2 separate regions of the Triticum aestivum genome follow, and region 1 is linked to region 2. The links are chromatin contacts, called in public Hi-C maps. All regions are on one chromosome and are shown on one strand. The core of a region is the stretch at or near the end of the contact, and the rest is flanking DNA. Distances in the headings are between cores, read along the strand shown.

Region 1 (3,682 bases), core at 416-2,915, 160 kb before region 2:
TACTGTGAAGAGATGTGCATATTACACAAATAGAAACATGGCAAAACAGCATCCACGGTATGTAATCAGGAACAAGTATATATATACCTCCTCCAGGTGTAGAGAACTCGCCAAGATCAAATCTTTGCAGAGAGGGTGTCCAGCGTGGAGCCTGAAGGCTGTCAACAGGACTACCAAAATAAGAAAGTGCTCCATCAGATACAGAGTGGTGGTGATTCAGGTACTGGTCACTGCCAAATGCACTTCTACTTCCTTTACTATGTGATGATAGTGATGACACATAAGGTGGATGATCGTGTGGAGCATCAGGAGTCCTATGAGGCAAACCGTCTGATGAGTACATGCAGTCCCATCCCCGCGATGGAGGAGAGAAGCTCGAATTCATCCGCCAACGAGGCTCTGTAGGATCCATGGAACAGTCTCTGCTAGCAGGATTGGACTTTGTCCCATGTGGCCTAGCGGCCACGCAGCAAAGAGCGCCCGTCTTGACTAATTTGCCCAATCACGTGCAAATACTACTAGCTTATTTTTGCTCGCAAATAAAGCTTACTCGCAGCGTCGATAACTTGTTATTTTCAAGTCAAGAGACAGAGGGCTTCAAACAGTGTCACCTGTGGCATTTACAGAACAAGTTAGCAACGACTGAAATAGTTTTTTGTTCTAAATTCAAAGGCTATTATCTTGATCTACAAAAGGTCACTGACTTAAATAACAAGGACCTCATCAAACCCACAACATGTCTCTCGCATACAAATCAGCATATTCTGCACCAAGCAAACATTTTATGCGTAGTAAAGTTTGAGGTTCACCAGGCTGACTAGTTCTTTCTTTTGTAATGTTCCAATGACGTTTTCCTCCCCCCACCTTAAATATGCTTATGTTTCAAAGCCACGAGATTCAACACTACCTGCAATAGCACATAACAGCATGGTGTGCGTGTGCGCAACACCAACCTAGTTCTGAAAGCGGGGGCAGACTCGAGGTTCAGTTAAACCCTCAATTTCTTCTGAAAATAAGAGGCTAGTTCAGGGTAACAGGCACCAAAATACGTATACTTGAATATGAGCTCGGACAGTCCAATGGCGAATCAATCCAAACCCGGACAGATCTTGGCTCCACGCCAGTCCACAGTCCAGAGGACAGCGGAGGAGGGTTACGCCTACGGGCTATGCGACACCAGTTCTGGTATACGCCCTATCTGACCTCACCAAACGCCGGCAGCCCCCCATCCGTCTTCCCCAACCTCTAACCTAATACCTCCTGCTCATCCTTCCCCGCAGCCCCGTCAGCACCCCCAGCGGCTTCTCCGCCTAGCCGACACCCCGGCACCGCCACCCTCGGACTTTTAAACAGGAACTTCCCCTTTAGATTAGAATATTTCAGAACTTTTCTACTGTCTAATAGAAAAAAAGCATAAGACTTTCGACAGGAAACCCCGATTTTCAACGACGAACTGAAATGTTTCGATTCGATTCGTCTTTCAGCGGGACGCGTCGGGGGGTTCTCACCTGCATGCCACGAGTCTGAACTCCCGACCGAAGCGCCGGTCGGCGGCGACGCTTTAAGCCAGGGGGGAGACGAGGCGCGCGCGCGTGGAGGGGGTGGGGGTGGGGAGGCGCGCGGCGGGCCTAGGAGCAGCGCCCTCTCCGGCGGGGGGGGGGGGGGGGGGGGGCGGCGGCGCGTCGGGCGGCGGTGGGTGGCAGTGGGAGGAGGAGGAGGGCGAGGAAGCGGTCGGGATGGGAATGGGAAGCGTATCATCACCCTTTCCAGAACAGTAATGTGACTCCGTTGGAATGTAGTTTGGGCGCCTCGGGGCCGTGGGATCGGGCCACGGACGGCCCCGATCGGCCGGTGGCGAGATATTTCGGTGCAGATGCTAGACTTACCAACGAAGGCACAACACCTGACGGGCTCGTGCCGTCGTGCAAGTGCGGTTTCAACGTAGCAACGCATGATTGGTAGAGCCCAACACCGTCACTGGCGAGAAAGAGGAGTAGGCAAGGGTTTTGATTGCTATGCCTTTTGTCATGGTCCACTGATTAGTTCTTGATGAGTATAGTATACCATACGATATTAGAGCAAGTATTGTTATATTTTTCTTATAGCGGCTTTAGAGCATCTACAGCGGCATATGACAAATATGACCCCTCAAACGTGCGCGGACTCCTCAAATTAGCACAACTACATCCGGACATCTCATACTAGATTCTCAAATCCAAACAAAAGCATGCAAACGAAATAACCTACGTACGAAATAGATGATCTAGCTACTCCTTGTCGGAGATGTCCACTATATTCGTGCCCGACTCCGACTACATGGGCGGTAGCTGCATCTTCGGCTGCTTCGCTCCGGCCTCCACCTCCTCTATCTCTGCGTCGAGTTCGATGAAGAGCGCGTCGGACGCTACCTGCTCCTGCAGGAGGAACTGCCGGTTGGCCTCCACATAGACCTCATCCTGGATGGACTCCAGGATGGCCTGCTACCCTGCCATCTCCATGGCTTGGGCGAGGGCGAACTTCGCCTCCGCCTCCGTCATGTTGAACCCCGGAGAAGGCTGCTCCGCCTCGTCCTCCTCCGGCAACGACGAGAAAAGTGTCGAGGAGCTGTGCGAGCGAGAGAGGTTAAAAATAGCTTGTGCAGTTTTGTTCTATTAATTTAAAGACTAAGAATCGGTTTTAGTGAAGAAAATATGTTGATAGTTCTTAGGGCATCTCCAATGTCGCCCCTCAAACCGTCTGCACACGTCCGGGCCGAGTTGTCCGGACATAGTTTGAAATCCAAAACGGGTCGGTATTTGCCCACGGACATGGATGCTTGTACGTATTCCCGCAAACCATACACAAACTGGGGGAGAGGGGATGCGGGCGTCCGGACCTCACCACGTAGGACTTCGATACCCCTAGCCCCACTCAAATCCCCTCTTGGACCACATTTCTTCACTCCGCCCATGCTTCCCCCTTTCTCAGCATGTGCACCCTCCTTGCCCGCTGCCACCTTTGTACCTCTCCAGCCGCCGCCCAGGCATTGCCGAGCCCGTAACCCAACCCACGTGCATGCCCATGTTAGACTACGCCGTCGTGCACCTTGGATCCGTCTGCAGCCAAGTACCCTCCGCCCCTGCCGATGATGTCCATGGCGGACACTACGCCCAACAGGTCTTCGATCAAATGCCACTGAGCTTTCTTTTGACCTTCTCGTTGTTTCCTAGAGTAAGCACGATGGTGGGGTACTTGGTGATGGAGGATGAGCTGATGTGCGATGCATGTTTAGTCCTATCTACGGACTTTGTAGGCATGAGACATGGGGCTCGACCTTTTGGCAAAACATGCATTCTTGGTTTCATGTGCAAAAGCACTTCGCGCTCCTACGACTTGGATGTGATCCATGAAACACAATGCAAAGTTCCTAGCCCATCGATGGTACACCATCTTCAACTCCGTCATGAAGTATCACAATGCGATTACACAATCGGAGAGAAGACCACCGGGTGCGTCAATCATGGAGATAATAAGTTTTGCTTCTTGTTGCCCTACATGTTAGTCAATTCATTGATTCACTCAATGTTGCAACTTGGTAACCATCACATTATATAGCCCAGACGTGCTGCCATGTTGTATCACAAAACCGAGGGCAGGCCATTTACGTTAATACATTGTTGGATGAAACTCAAGGGGCATAGTG
Region 2 (3,557 bases), core at 444-2,943:
GGGATCTCATTGACCGCGATGGTGATGAGCATGTGCTCGTCGACGAGCCGGGGCACGTCCACCGGGTGCTCCTCGCTGGCGAGGGACTTGAGCTGCACCGAGTAGGCCTCCGCCGCCGCGCTGTCGTTGATGGCCGGCAGGGCGGGGATGTCCGACATCGCCGTGGCCTGCGGCGCGTCGATGTACTCCAGGACGGCGGTGGTCGTGCTGTTGTCGAAGCGGGCGAGCGGGTTGGTCGCGTACGGCCTTGCCGCCATGTAGTACCTCGTGTGGTTTGAGCGGCCACGGTCGGCGTTGAGCAACACGGTCTTGGTCTGGCCCGGCCCGATGAAGACGTGGTCGACTGTGAACTGCTTGGTGTAGGCGGCATCGGTGCCCACCACCGTGAGGCGGTGCCCGGCGATGGCGAAGAAGAACTCGTTGGTGAGCGCCGCGTTGATGATGCGGAGCATGTAGGTCTTGCCGTGCTCGACGGGGAGCTTGAAGGTAGTGTCACTGGAGCATGGGAACAGGTCACCGGGCTGGCCGTTGATGGTGTTGGCGTCTGACGGCTGGAAGTCGCCACCGCTGCTGAGGGCTTCGGCGAGCATTTGCCCGACGTCGCGGTTCCACCACTCCCCTGCATGCAAAAATGTTCACACAATCAAGCCTCACCCCAGGTCCCCAGCACGCGATCGAAGTTCAAGAAGGAAGGTTTTTTAATTTCGGAAACAGAATAGTTTCGGACCTGTTATTTCGAATTTTGATATTTCAAATTTCACTTAATTTTAATGAATTCTAACATAATATAAATTTATTTTGAAATCAGCTTGAATCTACCTCGAAATTTCAGGGTTAAAGATATTTTGGACCCCACTGGAATATGCGATATTTCAGAAATTCACTGAAATTTCGTTGAAAATTTTAACCAAAGGAGAGCACCAGCGTTTGAGCATGCGTACCGAGGATGATGGGCACCTCTCGGTGCGGCTTCGGGAAGGGGTAGGCGGCGCCGCGCCTGGGATGGATGACGATGGCACCGTGCACGGTGGCGCGGTCGAAGTCGCTGTGCGCGTGCCACCACAGCGTGCCCTCCTCCTCGGAGAAGATGATCCGGTAGGTGAAGGTGTTGCCGGGCTGGATGGGGCACTGCGTTATGTAGGCCGGGCCGTCCGACCATGGGTTCCGCGGCTGGTCCACGCCGTGCCTGCACATGCACAGAGTATTAGCAGTGTCATTCTGTGCAGAACTTAATGCCAATGCCATGGCCTGAAACAAATAAGTCCATTTCTGAGACTAGAAAAACTACCAGTGGATGGTGACGTTTTGGTCGCCTTGGTTGTGGACGTTGACGAGGACGACGTCGCCCTTGCGCGCGAAGATGGTCGGGCCCGGGAACTCGCCGTTCACGGTCAGGATGGTCTTCTCGCTGCAGAGCCGGGTGTAGTTGGCCTCCCTTATCTGCAACAATGGCGGCCGCCGTTTTGTCATGCATCATCTACTATCAAGCAAATTTTGCAGACACCTGGCTACTAGCACATCGATCCATTCTTCAGCTGACGGGAAGCAAAATGCATGATGCACTTACGAAGAAATCGTAGTGGCAGCGCACGCTGCCTGAACCTGAACCATGAGCGGGGACGGCAGCTGCTGCGACACCAAACGCTAAGGCCACACATAGTAACCAAACTAGATGTATCTTACTGATCGCCATTGCCGGACTAGAGATCGATCGAGCAACCAGTGGCAGGAGATAGCTAGCCAGTGTAGGTAGCAAACCAGGTCTGACGAGTGAAGAATATGCATGCCATCTGTGGTACTACTTATACACAGGGATCTCGCCAAGAGGAAACACGACCGATGGCGAAAAATTCTTCGTCCATGGATGACAGTTCGGATGAGGAACCGGTCGTGCAATTGAGATTCTGCTATTCCGGCAGCATGAAACATAACGCGAACGTGCATCCCGATGACAACGAGCTGTCCCTTTGGAGCCTTCCCTGTGCGAAGACAAGACTTCAGTACGAATGGGGCTCGAAGTTTGTCAGCGCTCGAGCATGTGTGGGGAAAAGGTCAAGAAACGAACCTGGCTAACCTTCAAGGCGTTGGCCATGCATAAGTTTATATGTTCCAGCGGAGTTCCCAATATGTCGTAAGTAGCACCGTATTTCCTTTTTTTAGCACCGTATTTCGATGGGTATGAAGAACGCATGGGCAACATAGACCTTTGTGCGACACGTTGCGTCACTCTCTCACCGGCTGTCTGGGTATCTAGAATTTGACGTGAGTTTTTCGCTAGGTAAATGATTCCGGCCGGGGAATCAATTTGCGGTTGGGTGGTTAGGAGTACGGTGCTATCTTCGGTTTATCAGGATTCAAGTCTTAGACTTATCGTGTTGGAAATATGCCCTAGAGACAATAATAAAAGCATTATTATTATATTTCCTTGTTCATGATAATTGTCTTTATTCATGCTATAATTGTGTTATCCGGAAATCGTAATACATGTGTGAATAACAGACACCGACATGTCCCTAGTGAGCCTCTAGTTGACTAGCTCGTTGATCAACAGATAGTCATGGTTTCCTGACTATGGACACTGGATGTCATTGATAACGAGATCACATCATTGGGAGAATGATGTGATGGACAAGACTCAATCCTAAACATAGCACAAGATCGTATAGTTCGTTTGCTAGAGTTTTCCAATGTCAAGTATCTTTTCCTTAGACCATGAGATCGTGTAACTCCCGGATACCGTAGGAGTGCTTTGGGTATGCCAAACGTCACACCGTAACTGGGTGACTATAAAGGTAGACTACGGGTATCTCCGAAAGTGTCTGTTGGGTGACATGGATCAAGACTGGGATTTGTCACTCCGTATGACGGAGAGGTATCACTGGGCCCACTCGGTAATGCATCATCATAATGAGCTCAGAGTGACCAAGTGTCTGGTCACGGGATCATGCATTACGGTACGAGTAAAGTGACTTGCCGGTAACGAGATTGAACGAGGTATTGGGATACCGACGATCGAATCTCGGGCAAGTAACATATCGATAGACAAAGGGAATAGCGTACGGGATTGATTAAATCCTCGACATCGTGGTTCATCCGATGAGATCATCATGGAGCATGCGGGAGCCAACATGGGTATCCAGATCCCGCTGTTGGTTATTGACCGGAGAGTCGTCTCAGTCATGTCTGCTTGTCTCCCGAACCCGTAGGGTCTACACACTTAAGGTTCGGTGACGCTAGGGTTATGAAGATATGTATATGCAGAAACCCGAATGTTGTTCGGAGTCCCGGATGAGATCCCGGACGTCACGAGGAGTTCCGGAATGGTCCGGAGGTAAAGAACTATATATAGGAAGTGCTATTTCGGGCATCGGGACAAGTTTCGGGGTTATCGGTATTGTACCGGGACCACCGGAAGGGTCCCGGGGGTCCACCGGGTGGGGCCACCTGTCCCGGGGGGCCACATGGGCTGTAGGGGGTGCGCCTTGGCCTAGATGGGCCAAGGGCACCAGCCCCTATAGGCCATGCGCCTAGGGTTTCCACCATGGAAGAGTCCATGT

The links. A called contact is a pair of places that touch in the nucleus more often than the background predicts.
Region 1: a Hi-C map of leaf shows a contact between it and region 2, with 8 times the contacts expected there. The contact joins the promoter of LOC123128362 here to the promoter of LOC123130968 in region 2. A contact is called at or near these places in 2 of 5 Hi-C or Micro-C datasets (both in leaf).

What each region holds. Positions count from the first base shown.
Region 1 is chr6A:540,502,122-540,505,803 of IWGSC CS RefSeq v2.1, reverse strand. LOC123128362 reads right to left here and starts at 1,665. Exons shown (of 4, transcript XM_044548344.1): 1 at 1,509-1,665; 2 at 88-611. The coding sequence starts at 412.
Region 2 is chr6A:540,339,434-540,342,990 of IWGSC CS RefSeq v2.1, reverse strand. It overlaps LOC123130968 (putative laccase-9), which reads right to left and starts at 1,693. Exons shown (of 5, transcript XM_044550750.1): 1 at 1,568-1,693; 2 at 1,289-1,440; 3 at 942-1,186; 4 at 1-619. The coding sequence starts at 1,693.